2 separate regions of the Mus musculus genome follow, and region 1 is linked to region 2. A link is a contact called in public Hi-C data. All regions are on one chromosome and are shown on one strand. Each heading gives the region's core, a stretch centred on a gene start, on an enhancer-like site or on the middle of the called end of the contact. The rest is flanking DNA. Distances are from core to core; before and after follow the strand shown.

Region 1 (3,310 bases), core at 811-3,310, 130 kb after region 2:
ATGGCTACAGCCATTATAGGGGCAAGGGTAGCTCTCCCACTCTCATGTCCTCGGTGCTAACTCAGGTGGTGAGGGGTGACTTGGGGTGGGCATCACCCTTGAACCCACACCACCTCAGGGCAGACAAATGAAGGGCCAGCTCTTCTGTGCTCTCACCCTCTGGCTTATCTCCATCCCCTCCACCATGGCCAGCTCTACCATGTTGCCCAAGGGAGATGCAGGGCCCGCTCTCCCAAGTCCTGCAGCTGGTGAGGGACAGGGCCAGCTCACCCAGTCTCATGACCCCAGGGCCAGGTCTCTGAACTGCGGCAAGTGACGAGGGATTCATTTTGTTTTGTTTTTACATTAGTTTGGCATGGTATCTACAATTGGTAGGTTCATGCCTGGTTGGATGCTTCATCATTCTCTCTACCAAGCTCTTCTCTGGAGAGAATCACAGTCTATGTGTATCTCAGTAGCTTGAAGATTAGGGGAAGCTCCCTGGGTCTGGTCATATGTGTGACTGAGCCCATAGGTCTCTGAAGAATTCTCTGTGGACAAGATGGCCCTGTCCACCCTGCCCATGGGCCAAACAGGGTACCTTGGCAGAATATTTAAAGCTGAGATCCAACCTGTACTCAATTCCAGTATTTACCTGCATTTGCAACCATGACGTTGTGTAAGAGGAGCACTGGCCTTGTCTGCTTGCAGGCCTCAGGTGACTCTAGACTGACAAGGGTCGGCTCTATCTCCTGGATCAGGAGAACAAGAGAGCCGAGAATAAGACAAAAGACACTCAACCCGCCTCTCTTAGTGCTGTGAGTGCAGATGACCCCTGGAGTTGAAGGCAGGCTACTAATCAATTCCCAGCATTCACTAAGACACTCTATTTGGCCCAAGGGCAGACTGGACAGGACCATCTGGGTAGACCTGGCTGCCTGTTCATGATGTTGTTGGCAACTGTTTGGAATTCGTTTTGTAGGTAAGTGGAACAATGTAGTTATCACAGGAGCTGGGGGTCTATCTTTATAAAAGAACTCTGCAGCAGAACCTCTTTGTACAATGAGGAGCCATCTTTCCTAAACAGACAGCTACCCTGATAGAACTGTATATGTATCATTTCTATATGAACAAACACATCACCTGGAGAGACACCCACATCCACACAAGTACACCTTAGCTTAGCAGTGGATTCATGCATGTAGAACAATCCATCAAGGTTGCTCTAGGCTGCCCTTGCAGAAATACTGGTTCCTCTAATCTTAACCTCTCTTGAGGCCTCTGCTTTCCGCAAGGGAGCAAAAGAAGAGATGGATAACCTGGCCTGCTTCTCTGCAGCCTTCCCCACAACACTTCTCATCCCCAACAAGTGGACCCAAGGCCACAGCACGCTATAGGGGGCCTGGGCTGCACAGTTTTTTTTTTAAGATTTATTTACTTATTATATGTAAGGACACTGTAGCTGTCTTCAGACACTCCAGAAGAAGGAGTCAGATCTCATTACAGATGGTTGTGAGCCACCATGTGGTTGCTTGGATTTGAACTCGGGACCTTCGGAAGAGCAGTCGGGTGCTCTTACCCACTGAACCATCTCACTGGGCTGCACAGTTTTGACTGTGATTCCATATCATGAAGATGGCATGCTACATTTTGGGCAACAGGTCCTCCCGCCCCCTCCCGACATCATGTGTTCTTCTGCATGGATTTGAAAGCAAATCTCCGCTGAGATGTCCAAACTTGTGTGTGGAAGTTCAAATGACTGATTGTATCTTCGGCTTAGAGAATGGATGGGGGTGGGGGCTGGGGGAATTTATTCACATTTTGCCAGGTGTAGGAAGGAGAAATGACAGTCCTCAGGGGCTTCCTGTGCTGGGTACAGTGGGGTTGATTTTACTCTTAGAAAACCAAGCCAGAAAGACATTAAGTGCACAGAGGCAGCTTTGTGGCCTGTTATCCAGAGAGACAGGATCAGGCCAAGGATGGCGTGGCCTCCACTAGCCACCTGCTCATCTCTCTGACCAGTTCCGGAATCTGAGGGTTCTAAAGCTTTTACAGATCTGGGCTGAGGCCGGAACCGCCTCTGAGCATTTTGTAATTTCCCTCAATTTCACAACTTCCCTGGTAAGTGTTCCTTCTCCAAACTCAGATATACCAAGTTCTTAGAAAATGAAGAATAGATGACTGAGCCCCTCCCGCCACCTTTGTCCTGAGTTCAACTGCCATGTTCAAAGGCTGGAAGGGTCTGGTGTGGAAGGAAGAACTCAGCCCTGAGTTCCCACAAACTGAGGATCTTTTCTTAGATCCTCCCCTACGTAGTTTCTGAACTTGAACAAGTATTACAGGCCCACCTATACATGGGGCAGAATGTATTGCCAAGATGCTGTGTGGGCTCCAGATCTGGGCCTAGGGTTTTTCTCACTGGTGGCCAGTGATGGCTGCCGAGGAGCTCACTTGAGGTGTTTAGGAACCATCATTAAAAATAAGGCTAGAAAAAAAAAATTTTTTTAATTAAATTAAATTAAAGTTACAACCAGCTCTAAATGTTTTGAGTCTGAAGGCTTGACCCAAGGTCTTGCCATCTCATTTCAAAGCCTTCTCTGGGGCCCTTGAGTTGCTCACTGCTTAAGCATTGTGTCTGACTCTCCTCCGCTGCTGAACTCATCCGGTGACTGACAGCTCTACAAGCCTCATACTAAAACCTCACCTCCTCCTTTAACTGCCAAACCTCTTTTACTGCAGACTTTAGAGTAGAAGCCACTCTGTTCTCTGTGTTGTTTTGTCACATCGGTGCCAAATCTTTGAAAGCTTTAAAGGCCTGGACAGAATTCTGGGATCTGCCTCTGGGTTCACACACACAAATTCTGCCAAGGCCAAGGATCTTGGCAGGAAGGAATCCCTCTCGTCTCTGGGCTTGTTCATGATCGATTATGTATGCCACGGCCTTGCTTGTCACATTTTACATGCCTCTGAGGCCTCAGTGGGTCCTCCATGAACTAACCCTCTTATCCCCACCGCAACACACAATAACTCACAGTTAGAGGGTCCAGATGGGAGGAGCGGGGCGAGCTGGGGACCATGAAGAACACTATTGACAGGACAGAGACTGGTGCCCCACACCAGCTGGTCCCACTTGGAATACTTTTTTCTACTCTGCTGTAGCTACTCACATAAAACGAATGGATTTGCTCTTACCCCCAAGTTCTCTAGGTGGGTTTTAGCTGCAGAGATGGAAATTTACACTCTCCGAGGGAGAGAAACTGTGAGATTGTAAAATGTCATTGCAGTGTTGGGTCCCGAGGTCAACCGTGTTCATTCACTGCAGTCGTGGGAA
Region 2 (3,252 bases), core at 370-2,869:
ACAGGCGACTGTTGATCACTGTCCACGGCCCACTAGAAAGAGGCAGGAAAGTGAGAAGATACAGTGTCTAGAATGTTCTTCCTGAAGGGATGGGCCTGTCTTTGGGGAGGTTGCCAGTACAACTGATTCTTTCCCTAAATTTCTCTTTTTAAAAAAGATTTATTTATGTATTTTATGTATGTGAGTACTCTGTAGCTGAACAGATGGTTGTAAGCCATCATGTGGTTGCTGGGAATTGAGTATAGGACCTCTGCTTGCTCTAGTCAACCCCACTCACTCAGTCCCTGCTTGCTCCGGCCCAAAGATTTATTTATAGAACTCAGAACCTTCAGAAGAGCAGTCAGTGCTCTTACCTGCTGAGCCATCTCCCCAGCCCTTTCCTCTAAATTTCAACTGTGGGTCTAAAACTGATTTTTTTTTTAATCAAGCCATATATGTCCACGGATGTACTCCTGTCTCACCTGGTCACGCTTGGAAATTTTACACATTTGCATATTTGCACTGTTGCTTGAATGACTATGAGGGACTCCAGAGCATAAAGATCTTCAGTGGTGGCAAATTTTCAGGATGTAAGGTTTGTTTTGTTTTGTTTGGAGAAATAGCCATGTGTTTGTTGATATGAACTGAAGGTAAGTAATGAGGACACAGCCACCTGCTACACTCACTGTGGGAGGTCTGGAAAGCGGTGACCTTGCCAGAGTGAACCTGGACAGAAGCATTAGCTGCTATTTTCTGTAGGACTTTTTTTTTTAAAAAGAAAATTATTTATTTTATTTTGCGTGCATTGGTATTTTGCCTTGGTATTTTGCCTGCATGCATGTCTATGTGAGGGTATCAGACTATCTGGAACTCCAGACCGTGGTTGGAAGATTGGTTGTATGTGGGTGTCGGAAACTGAACCCAGATCCTCTGGAAGAGCGACTGGTGGTCTTAACTGCTGAGTCATCTCTCTGACTCTTAAGCTGGCTCTTCTGGATTCTTTAGAGCACACTAGACATCTTTACAATGGTGTGTTTGATTTGAAAAAAAAATGGAGAAGCAGGGACAGGAGAGATGGCTCAGCATTAAGAGCACTGGTTGCTCTTCCTAAGTTCCCAGCACCTGTATGGCAGCTCACAACAGCCTGTACTCCAGTTCCAGGGGATCTGACACTGCCTTTTGGACTCCTTGGACACTGTATGCATGTGATAAACATATGAAAATCAAGCAGAACTCATAAAGTAACAAAATTAAATTTAAAATGGAGAGAGAAGATAGTAATTTCACTGTAGGCCTTCTTTCCAATATATTATTCATGGTGCTTCTGATCCCTTGTCATATCAGAAGGACACTTCCGTTCTCCAGTTTTCCAACCTCTAAAATGAGAACAATGGAGCTTACCTCATGCACTGTTTCTAAGAGTTGAGGGAGATGCTAAATGAAAGTTGTCAGCAATAGTGGGGTAGACTCCACTTAACCCAACATCTGAGTATATACTCTGTGATATAACGCTAAAATATATGATTCAGTGTGTGTGTGCGTGTGTGTGCGCGCGTGCGTGTGTGAGCAAGCCCATATAGTGTGTCCTCCTATATTGAATTTTCTAGCTCTCTCTCCTTGGCAAGTAGAGGCATTTGGCAAGTGATACTACCATTGGCCAGTAGGTGGCAGAAGCTGTCCGTCATGGACACTAGTTTGGTTCCAGTCTCAGAAAGGGAAGATCTTTCCCTAATCTAGCCAGGGCTTTATGGCAATGCTTAATCACATGGCAAGGAACATGCAATAACTACTGGTATTTCTGTAAACACACATGCTAAGAAGCAGCTGCTAGCTAGGGAGGAGGGAACATTCAGTCAGAGGTCTCCTGAGGACAATCTATATAAGGAAAGCCCTATGAGGGTTTTGTTTTTGTTTGTTTTTTTAAATCCATCAGCCAGTCAACCTTCCTGACTCATTGAAAGAAACATCTATAATCCAGAAGACAGTGATAATACATGTTGTGGATTATAGTGTGGTTGACGGCTGCCTGTCTCCTCCACTCCCCTCACGGCTCCAATCCTGGTGTCAAGATCACCTACAGAGTGTGCCTGCAGGATTCGGTGCCTTCCGCACTGTTGCATGTGCTTGCTTCTTCTCTTGTCCTGGCAACTTGCCGGAGTTAGGCCTTTCTCGAGAGGAAAGTTTATTTGAACTTCATTCTACCATTACTAAAATTGGCACCAAATAGATCTGTAGCTGAAGACACATCTCAGCCAAACAAAAAGTGGAATCTGCCGAACACTGGGCAACAAAGGATTCAGTGCGTGCAGAAACTTTGCACAACAATTGTTAACGGTGGGAAAATACACAAGAGTATGACACTCATCATCTCAGGGTTATTTATCTGTATACAGGGCCCTGCAGTGTAGCCCAGGCTGAACTCCAGTTTGTAATCTCTAAAGCCCTGGGATTGCAAGCATTCCACCAATCCCAGATACCTTCACCACTCAAAGGTATTTAGTTGAGTAGTGCTAAGTACTCTCACATAATACAGAACTGTAGCTTACATCCATTACACTATTTGGTAAACACCAGAGGTGCCTTCAACAGCCACCAACAACTACCATCCAGATCTCTATCTCTAGGAACATGACTATTCCAAGTGCCCCATATAAATGGAATCATAGAGTACTGGTCATTTTATGATGGGACTTTTTATGTATTATGTATTACATATGATGTATTATACATTCTTGTTTTCTCTATATGTTTATTTTTAAAAATAATTTTTTATTGTTTTATTTATGTGTCTATGTGTACATATATGCATGCGAATGTGTGTGTGTTTGTGTATATGTGTGTATGTATATATGTATATTCCCATGGAGGTCACAAAAGGTTGTTGGATCCCTGGAGCTGGAGCTACAGGTGGCTGTGGGTCTGTGGAATTGAACTCCTCTGCAAGAAGAGCAAGTTCTCTCATCTCTGGGCCTCTCCAGCCCCTGAGACGATTAATGTTATATACCACCTTGACTGGGCTAAGGCGGGACCAAATAGTTGGCAGACATTGTATCTGGATGTAGTTAGTTTCTGGATGAGATTAGCATTTGAGTCTGTAACTGAGCAAAGAGGATTCACCTTCAACAACAGGGATAGGAATCACCCTGTCTGCCCAGGGCCCAAATAAACCAGATGGAAGAATGGTGCACAATCTCTTCCTGAACTGAGATGTATCTTCTCCTGAGTCTGCACTTCGAGGCTACTTATTCTCAGACCTTCAGACCTGAGGGCTCT

What was found. A called contact is a pair of places that touch in the nucleus more often than the background predicts.
Region 1: a Hi-C map of bone marrow-derived macrophages shows a contact between it and region 2, with 41 read pairs. The contact joins two enhancer-like sites. A contact is called at or near these places in 2 of 15 datasets of contacts at CTCF or cohesin (CD8 T cells and the NIH/3T3 cell line), 10 of 484 Hi-C or Micro-C datasets (B cells, bone marrow-derived macrophages, colorectal tumor organoids and 6 more), 3 of 115 datasets of contacts at active chromatin or transcription factors (CD8 T cells, acute myeloid leukemia and bone marrow-derived macrophages) and 1 of 9 other capture datasets (embryonic stem cells).

The regions. Positions count from the first base shown.
Region 1 is chr2:128,444,366-128,447,675 of GRCm38.p6, reverse strand. All of the region lies in intron 1 of Gm36154 (a long non-coding RNA gene), which reads left to right. All of the region lies in intron 3 of Gm29010 (a long non-coding RNA gene), which reads right to left. Among named protein-coding and RNA genes, the nearest start is that of Gm29010, 12 kb to the right of the region's middle. Within about 2 kb of position 2,060, at least 53 of the 459 cell types and tissues checked have an H3K27ac peak or open chromatin away from gene starts, as enhancers often do. A contact at or near this core is called in bone marrow-derived macrophages, where this site is marked.
Region 2 is chr2:128,571,803-128,575,054 of GRCm38.p6, reverse strand. Gm36203 (a long non-coding RNA gene) reads left to right here. Exons shown (of 9, transcript XR_866725.3): 7 at 429-574. Among named protein-coding and RNA genes, the nearest start is that of Gm36203, 18 kb to the left of the region's middle. Within about 2 kb of position 1,619, at least 34 of the 459 cell types and tissues checked have an H3K27ac peak or open chromatin away from gene starts, as enhancers often do. A contact at or near this core is called in bone marrow-derived macrophages, where this site is marked.